Linked DNA regions of Dromaius novaehollandiae: region 2 is linked to region 1. Evidence: chromatin contacts called from public Hi-C data. All regions are on one chromosome and are shown on one strand. The core of a region is the stretch at or near the end of the contact, and the rest is flanking DNA. Distances in the headings are between cores, read along the strand shown.

The links. Hi-C and Micro-C count contacts between places; a contact is called where the count stands out from the background.
Region 2: a Hi-C map of ovary shows a contact between it and region 1, with 3 times the contacts expected there. The contact joins two enhancer-like sites. A contact is called at or near these places in 2 of 4 Hi-C or Micro-C datasets (brain and ovary).

What each region holds. Positions count from the first base shown.
Region 1 is chr3:27,890,322-27,895,437 of bDroNov1.hap1, forward strand. LOC135328012 (a long non-coding RNA gene) reads right to left here. Exons shown (of 3, transcript XR_010388734.1): 2 at 4,897-5,116; 3 at 2,146-2,264. Among named protein-coding and RNA genes, the nearest start is that of COL21A1, 51 kb to the left of the region's middle. Within about 2 kb of position 1,345, at least 1 of the 2 cell types and tissues checked has open chromatin away from gene starts, as enhancers often do.
Region 2 is chr3:27,990,787-27,995,534 of bDroNov1.hap1, forward strand. All of the region lies in intron 55 of LOC112996840 (dystonin), which reads right to left. Among named protein-coding and RNA genes, the nearest start is that of COL21A1, 150 kb to the left of the region's middle. Within about 2 kb of position 2,130, at least 2 of the 2 cell types and tissues checked have open chromatin away from gene starts, as enhancers often do.

The DNA.
Region 1 (5,116 bases), core at 95-2,594:
TACCCTGGGGCTCCTTTAGTGTCCGCTGTTAGCTCCTGGGCAGCCCATCTCTGCTTGCTTAAATCTGGCCCTTTTTTAGCACCAAGTTCCACTGAAGTGTCAGTAGGTCTCGCTCATCCTTGACAAAACATTTACACCAGCAAGAAGAGCATTAATGGAAACCAGGCTATTGTATATTGTGGTACTCCTTTTCTTTGCTGTTGTCTGGCCTCATTCCCCAAAACCTTCCCAACCTTAAACCCCTAAATTTCCTCCCCTTTATGCAAGAATACAGGCAAAAGAAGTAATCCCCTCTGCTCTTCTCCTAGCAACTTGGCCCCACCTCTGAAGCTGACTGAGACTCATTGCTTTCCCCTTACAAGGCTGATATTCTGTCCAATATTTCTTTCAGGGACAACATGTATCTCAGTTGGAACAACAGCTCTAACTTCAGGATATAGCAAATTGAGTGTGCATGTGCTTTAAAGTTCATCTGGGAGCACACAGCAAGTCTGGCAGGCCCAGAACACATAAAGCAAATTCTGTATGTATTAACCATTGTATGTAATCATCCTGACATAATGGACTGTACCTATATTTCTATCTGGGATTTTCCAGACACAAATACAGAATCTCCTCTAAGAGTCTCTCATGTGTAACTATCCCTATAACTGTGGCTGCAGAAAACAAAACAGAACAAAAGTATTACCAAAGGTAGTACAAGGGTAATTTATACTGTTTTCCTGCAGTGAGAAATTAAGGCCACTGAAAAAAATTTGCTAGGTGCAGCTGTGTCTTAATAAACAGTTCACAGAGAGACAAGCTCCAAATAGTAAATAAGGCACAAATAAGACACATCTTGCATTTTTTGGATGACTAAGCAATATAGCATGGTTCTGTTCGGAAAAAGAGAGCTCGCCCTTATGGCAGGCAGAGGCCCAGAGGGTCCAGCAGGTTCAAGGACAGAGAGAGGTCTCACCAGAAGGCAAGGAAGGCAACCAGAGCTCATGCAGTAGTCAGGGCAGCAGCTTCCTGCTATGGACTAGATTTCCTGAATTATAAGCAGGAGTGGCAAAAGCTGCAGCTGGGGAGAAGAAAAGCAGCTTGCCAAGCATGGGAGTGAATGATAGCTGGAAGGGAGGCACCTTACAGCTGGGACAAATATGTGCGTACACGCAAGAAACGGAGAAGCTGAGAAGCCAGAGGCCCTGAGGAATGGCAAGCAGCGAAATGGCACACAATGCCAGCGCTGCAGGAGGCACGTGTGCTAAATTATTGCCCCAGCCTAAAGCAGGGAGGGAGATCTAGATGTCTATCTAACTGCTTTTGAATAGACTTGCAATTTGAACTGCAGAATGGCTCCTTTGTCTCGCTCCCTTGCTGAGGCTAAAAGCCATAGAGGCACGCAGCCAGATGGCCAAGGCAGACTCTGATGACCGAGAGGAAAGCAAAGAAAGCAAGCTTCATTCCTTAAATCTGTATTGATCCCTGAGGCTTACAGAGCAAAATTCCAGGGATTACACAACCTAAGGGTATGATATAGAAATTAAGGATCTTGGCTAGGAGGTACCTACGAGTATGGAGCAGAGATGTGGATGTACCTACCCTATGTGACATATAAGGTCTTAGGCTGCTTAGATCTGCTTTATGAGATGTGTGCGATTTCAAAGCGCAGCCAGTGAAGATGATCTCCACTCACTCAATATGCGATGTGCGTACAAGGCACAAATACAGTTTTAAAAGAAAGTCCAATAACCTAATAGTCCCCTGAGAGCAGTCACTCAGGGAGCTTTCGGAAAAAGAAACTACATAGTGGGTGCCAGAGGCAGTGAGGCAATGTAACTAAGAAGATGGATGAAATGGATGAAAAACAAGTGCTGTGCAACAGAGACTTATTTTGTATTAACTCTGCCAAATGGATTATTTATATCCTAATCTTCTCAGCTGATAAGACTGCAACGAGCTCCTGGTATTCAATGAAGCAGATAGGCTTCACCTTAGAGCAGCTCTGCCAGCCTCTGACTGCCGTCTGGAGTGTACAGATTCCAGCATAATTCTTGCAGAAAGTGGCAGTTTATAATGAGATATTCTTGGGACAACGAGACATCGGGATGGCCCAGACTGTAAGCAAAGTAGCAAAACTACATCAAGTACTGAAAGAGCGTACCTGCTGGAGAAATGTCCTCAGTATGAAACAGTGATGCGAGGATCCTGGGCCTGGAAAGCAGTGGAGATTTGCCCCAGTGATCTTTGCTGCCCAAGGAGTATCAGTGAAAGCTGACAGGCTGGCAAACGAAAACACATAAGCAGGACAGCGTGCTTCAGCTAATGAGGGCTATCTGTGCTGAAGTGAACACACAAAAGCTGACAGGAAAGTATTAGCATATAAGACAATTATAATGCTCATTGCAACAGCCTTTTCCTAGTTGGCTTCATAGTCATATCTTTGGAGAACAAATGAAAATGAAAGAATCTGGACTTGCGAAGTCACCTTGCAAGCTTCAAGGCAAGATCATTTCTAGCTTGAACAGCAATATCTGACCAGCAGCATCCACACAGCCGCAGAGCAACACTTACCTTCAGCCCAAGGCCTGCCTTCAGCTACCTCCTTTTGCAAAGGCCCTAGAGCCCCTCTCTTGCATTGCCAAAATGTGGGTGTCCCTCACTGTGTGTGAGGAGTAACTATCATGAGACAAGCAATATTCTCGGCCTTTTCCTCACTAGCTCCGTTCATATTACAGTGGAAGAATGATTGTCCTCTAGCATCTCCACAAGAGGCTCACCACAGCTCACCGTTGAACTAAATCATTTCAGTCAAAATTCAGATATGTAAACACACGCACACATATATATATGCATTCACATATATTTTACAGAATTCCAGTGACTGTATCCAGATCCAGATCCTACCATCTCCCATTCCTCTTTTCAAGAGCCTCCAGTACTTAGCTTTCTTTACTATTAGAACATTTAATTTTTCCTGAAGTTTAACAGAAATATCCCTAACTGCTATTTTAGCCCATTGCTTCTTGCGCTTTCCCCACTGAAACAAAGAACAGTTTATTCCCTTCCTCCCTGGACCATCTTTTAGAATATTTTAAGACTGCTATCACACCTCTCCTTGGTCTTCTTTTCTCTAGACTAAACAACCCAGTGCCTTCAACTCCTAGAGCATGATTTTTTAAACCCCGTCATTCTTCTTGCTTGCCTCTGGACTTTGTTCAACTGGACCACATCTATCTTGAAGTGAAGTGTCTGCATCTGAAACTTTACTAATACTTTAAAAAATAAAAAGGTTATTTCAAAGATCTCGTAATATAGCACCCCTGATTTTACATCTCAGTGGTGAACCTATACTCTATAACCTTGTTTGAGAGTTTTGGTTTTTTTTAAGACTGTCCCCAGGGAGAAGTATGGCTCGGGATATTACCAAGATAGTTGGAGGAAACATGTAGCACAGACTTAGAAGAGTGGACCATCTTACAAGAGAGAACCATCTGGTGGATGGTTGTACATAGGAAACCAGATCAGCCATCTGCGGTAGACTCAGGAGAAGGGGTGCTATCTTGCTTACTATGTGGTATAGACTTAATAGTGAATTTTAGGTTATTCAGAGTCATGTGTGCCATTGTTCTGCAAAAACTATTTCACTGCATCATGAGTGGCAAATGAGGGCATTTTTCTTGTAGTTATTACAACAGTTTTTGGTCTGGGTTTGTTTCTTCTTTTGGTCCATATCTTGCCTTTCAACTACTTCTTGACATGTTAAAAATTATGTCAAGGGAAAGGCTAAGAAGGAAGAAGTACAAGTAAAATTACATATACACACACAAGTGTATCCTGGGACAGACATCCTGAGAACCCACAATTACTTTGTGAGGAAAACCTCAAGACTGTGAAACAACCGTTACCATTACCATTACAGAGCAGAAAATAATGCAATACTTGGTTGAAAGCTAAAATTCAATTGTTTGTTCTGCCTAATTATCTAGTGGACCTTGTGGCAAGATCTATAATAAGACTTCACTGACTGACATTTTAAATACCTTCCTTGAATACTGAGATTTGCAAAATTGCTCCACAGCTTGCAATTTGATCTATTGCTTTCAGTCTGGCACAACATTTGGCATCCACTTGCTTTTTCTTTTTTTTTTTTTTTTTTTTTTTTAAGTCCAGCTTAGAATTGGTGATTTTTTTCTCAGGGCAGTATCTGATTTGTACTATACAGCCTTGCATCATAATCCCTCCAGCACCGCATGTTTGTCACCAGCACTGCATGTTTGTCTCAACTGTCTCAGCTCTGTGATAGCAGCTCTGAAGGTTTCTCCAGTTTCTCCTTTTTGTTGTTCCTCTCCTTTCCCTGATCTCCAAAATTTCACTCTTTCTGGGGGTACAAGAATCTGCAGCATTCTGTAGCCATACCTAATACCTTATCTGTTCTTCCTCACTACGCTGCAGGCTGTCAAACAAATTCTGTGCTACTAATTCTGAAACATTCAGAAAATTACCTGCATTTCACTCCTGCTTAAAATATCTTCATTTTCCTTTATGAAAAGACAGATCTCCCACTTGAACTGCTTTCATTTGTCAGCCACATTTTTGGAGAATTTGTGCCAGAGCCTTAAGCTTCTCCATTTTCTTGTTCACCATGTGTCTCTTTACATCTCAGTTCCTTTGATATCTGTACTACTTTTTCTCTGGCCTCGTTACATTACTAGTGGACATTAACGAGAAACCTGAGTCAGTGTTTATAATTAGTAAACAGGTGAGTTAACCAACACTGAAGAAAGATCCCTGTGGGAGGGAAAATATGTACCTGCATTAGTCATGCTGTTCACATCAATACTCTTTAACAACTAATTTGTACCAGACTACTCCAGGAGCAAGTGAAATTTCAGCTTTTAAATGACCACGTACCTTTACACTCCAGAGTTAGAATCCGGCTCTCTTAAAAGCTTTGCAAACTTTTCTTCTAATATTAGCCATTTCTTCCACATTTTAGAGAAATATGTCAAATTCACACAAAGCATACAAAGATCTTCCAAACTCCAAACACGTTAGCCCACACAGGTGAGGCAGCCCCACACAGGTGGGATATTACACACTGTAGTGGGAAACCACCAGTTCTTGTATTTAT
Region 2 (4,748 bases), core at 880-3,379, 100 kb after region 1:
TGCCCGCAAGCAGAGGGGTTTGCTCTTCTCTGCACAGGGCAGGGAAAAATGGTCTGAACTGCCCTGCTGCCTGCATGTCTTCTGCAGAAGACAAACTTCTTATCTGCATTTGCTCCCCTGCTAAGAGCGTATCTTGTTTTTCTTCCCTTTCGGTCGGAGGGCTGCACAGACCAGAATCATCCTCCTCGGAGGTAAGAGAATTTGTACCCCATTTGCATTTGCCTGATTTAGCGATATCCGATATATCGGGATTTTCAACAAAGGAGCATTCGCTTTTATTTGCATAATCAGAGAAATTGGGCGGCACAAACATTCTCCACGAGCGCCTGTGCTCTTTCTTTTCGGTGTGAGACTTTGCTTTGGGTAATCCAGAGGTCCGAATTATATCACTGTTCAGCTTGAGCGCATCAAAGATCATCTTTTCGTCTAACTTGTTAGCCTCCCGGCTCCGGAGCTCGAAAACGCTGGACGACGTGAGGGCGCCGTTGGAGCACAGCGTGCCCATGTCCAGCGTCCGATGGCTGTAGGGCAAAGTCCGGTCGCTGAAGTGCCTCGAGGAGAGGCTGCCTTTGGACCCAGAGTCGATCTGTTCATTCAGCCTCACCGTGTCGTAGATCGACCTTTGGGGAACGTAACAGTCTTCAATGTTTAGGTCTTCGTCCTCTTCCCCCTTGCCTACACATGGAGGATTCTGACGTAAACAGTCTGGCCGGCTAAGCGGCTTCCCCATCTTGAAGGTGTTTACACAAACAGGCTACCCTGCCTCCACTTTCATCGCTCTCAGTGAAACGTTTTCAAAATCCCATCAGTCTGAAGAACTATAGTAAACTCGCGTTTAGCGTAAGATGCATATATACAAAATGTACACCATAATTTATGAGGTGGTTAAGGTCATAATCAGTGCATCAGTGTAAATGCAGCTTTACCTGGATGTGACTTGATTTTTTTTTCTAAAATATAAAGTGCTTCAGTAAGAAAGGAACAGAAATCTTCCAATATCACAGAAAAGCAAAGTACAGCAAAACCCAGCAGTGGCTCAAATACTTCAGACCCTCCGGGGAACGTTCCGTTTCTTTTTGCAGGTCACAATTTGTATCTTGAATCTCCAGATTAAGCCTCCTGAATGAACGAGCATTACAGAAGGCAGCACATTATCCTCTGTAGGTGACAGATTAACTGTAATCCATTTAAACAGTTTGCAGAATCCCATCTCCTTTATAAATAAAACATGGTGCAGAAGCTTAAAAAGACAGAGCCCACAGTGACTGTGTACAGTTCGGACCAAGGCACAGAGAAAATCTTTGGGGAAAAATAAGTTAAATCCAGAAGAGTAAGAATAATAAAACAGTCCTTTACTTTTTTGGCAGTAGCTATAAAATAACCTTGATCTGAAAAAGGCCGGTTAGTCTCCTCCTGTACCAAGCTTTTCTGTGGTGCATTCACAAGTTCCATAGGAAAACATGATTTTCTAGCAGCCAAGCCAATGCAGCCAAAAAAGCCTCTCAACAGACAGTTAGAAACTCAAGTTTTTTAGACTGCTTTTCCAAATCCCATCCTGGAGAGTTGTTACCCTGTTTAAGGCAACTGCAGAGCAGAACAACTACAGCGTTCCCCCCCCCCAAAGGCACAGTAGATTTACATTCAGCTTAAATTCAGCTGAGTTCTGGCTACAAACTGAAGCTAGCAGGCTGCGCTCACGGCTTCCTCTTCGTTTGGAAGTGCAGCTGTGGAGAAGGAGGCAAAAAAAGGCAATCCCACCACGATCGCTCGCGTGTACCATCCAGCGAAGCCGATAAGCTTTCCAGCTCTCCCTGGTTTCTTACGAACTGACAGGCATCCTCCCAACGCCGAGCCTGAAGAAACGCCCTTTTTTATTCTTGAGGCAACATCTGCTACTGCCCCATTCGTCCTCAGAGCAGCACTCTGCCAGCGCGTTAGTAGGTGCCCGACCTCTTCGCGCTCCCTCCGTTACGCTCTCTGCCTCCCCCGTGACTTAACTTCTCGGTCATCTTTTCACTTCTGCCATTTGCCTGGCGCGGGAGGCCGGCCGCGGCGGCGGTGGGAGGTGTGGCGGCGGCCGGTGACATCATGTAAACCTCAGCGCATTCTTTCGTCGCGGGGCGGCCGGCTCGGGCAGCCGCGCAAGGAAACCCTCCTAATTAGCAGAGATTGCCCACACCGGCAACGCCTGGCTTGGCTAGGGAAGGCGACGCCACTCAAGCCGTAGCAGTATTTTAAAGAGCCGAAAAGAGCACTGCTTTGCTTCGTTGCTTGAAAAGAAGCTAGAGCCACATGCTGACAGAATTAACAGAAATCTTACTTTTCACAGGATCCTGGGGAAAGCGCACATTGCTTTTAACCGCGGTCTGCATTTAATCACTCAGTCTGCTAAATCATCATTTAAAGGAACACTTGCAAACAAAAAGTTACATTGAATGTTTGTGTGTGCATTATTGCTAGGATTTTTTTCATATTCCTCAGTTTGTCTTTAATGAATTGCTTCAATACTTGTTGTTGAATACTTAATTTAAAATGCACAGAGATGCACCCAATTCTAGCTTCGCTGCTACTCCTTTTCACTTTCTGGCGTTTAGACAATAGCTTACTGTAGCATTGTCTGACATGGCAGCCACAACACAAGCAGCATTATAGAGCCGAACAACCCCTTCTCCCACAGTTTTTACTGAAAGAATAAAGATGATGTTTGAAAAAAGTGAATATACATATTTGGATGCTGATTTTTAAAGGAATTAGAGCAGCAAAAAACAGCATAATGGGACAAAGAATCTAGTTCTGGATTTTTAAACCCTTTAAATGGTGTTCAAAATTTTGTGCCAATCTTCCAGCTAATGATTATGTAAGTGAAAGCTGGGAGACGCACAAATAATTCACCAATAGCATGTGGGGAAGCAGTCATGACCAAGCTGCCACCTCACCAGCATAAATCTTCATATCCTTCTTGACCAGAGACCTTCTGCTGCCTGTGATGGGAGGTATCAGTTTTAGTGACAGTTCAGACCTCAGTTTAAGGACAGCACATGGCACTGAGTGTTAAAACTTAACATAGGGTATTAACTGCAATCAGCTGAAGCTTTCTGAGTTAAGCAGGATACACTTCACTCGAGAAATACAAACAACGCACACCTTCTGTTTATTCATTTATTTAATATGCAATAGGCTATTATCAAAATATTAAAGTGACATGAGACAAAATCTCTCTTCCTGCACTCACGTATTTTTCCTCCTCCAGTGAGTATAGTTATTACTTGAAATAAGGCTTCCATAAAAATTACAACCATTATGTATTAAAATTAGGCCAAAGAAACAGTCACCTCTGGTTTCTCTAATTGAGAATATAGACTATAATGGAGAATACAGATTGTAATGGTAAAGATGTGTAAGACATTTTTTGAGGTCCAGTCATCTTCTCACCCCAAACAACAACAAGCAGATCCTCACTGAATTCAGAGGCTGCTGTACCGTTTTATAAGGTCAGTATATAACTGAAATTGGTCCATATTTTGGTTTTCCAATAGTAAAATGATTTTAGTAATATTATAAAAATATTTCATCATTTTTCATCAGATCCACTGAAGGCTTTTGTATGGCACAGTCACTTTCTCAAGCAATTGTTTTAAGAAAAATTAAAACAATTCCTTTTTCTATTTTTGCTTTTTACCACAGATCCTAATTGTAGGAAATCCTGTGCAAAGTTAACATCTTATTACAGTGTTTGTACATCACTGCATGGGAAATCCTACACTTTTTGTTTCTTACTTGACATAAAGAGAAACCTCAAATTATTTTTTCAGCATTATCCACCTTGAGAGCGAAAAGCAGAGGACAAGTGCTACACAACTGACATAGGCCAATTAAAATCTTAGTTCAAGCTCATCGGCAGGAATAGCCAGGCTAGCCTCTTCAGGAGGCAGCCTCTTTAACAGCTAGATCTAGCACTCCAGAAGCAAAAGCCAAAACCTAATGAACCAGACACTGATGAAAGCTGTAACAGTTCCATGTATTTTTTGCTAAGAGGAAAAGAATGTCTTTTAATGACATTACAAAGAATTATGCAAAGGTTTCAAGAAATAAAATAATTCAGCTGCTGGAGTTTTGACTTCTCCCTTTCAAAGAGAAACTAGCTGCCAATACTTTTCCAGCTGCGAACATCCTAACATTATGTGGCTATCCAAAACAGGGGTTTTGGTTCAGTCTCTTCTGTAGGATTCTTTTTTGTTTTGCTTTTGAAGACAGAAGGCAGAATCAGCTTAACTAAACAGAGCTAATTTACTGAAATTTCCTGCTAGTACACATCTATACATGCATTGCATACAGACTTTGGGGTGAAAAAAAATCTAGCAAAGATGAATTAATTAACAGAATGAATTCTGTGCATTTCGTCTTTATTGAGACAAATTCTTCTTCTGTTTATACTCTTCTGGGTGTACTTTGTGAAGTGATAGTCATGGTTCTGCTTTCAGATGAACTCCACGGGAGATTTTCATTTACAGAAAGCAATTTTTATATTTGCATTGTAAATAAATACAGTTTAATACTGACGGTAAGTACTTTCAATTTAACACTCTATAATGGCTGGAATAAGTGGATTAGCAAGAACGAATATAAATAAAACAAGTATGTGTATATAAATAAAAATATAATTCGAAGCTTTTTTAATACTGCATTTTAATGTCAGATGCCAAGGAGACTCACAAAGCTCTGCTCTTTGTACATAAAAATTGGTCAAA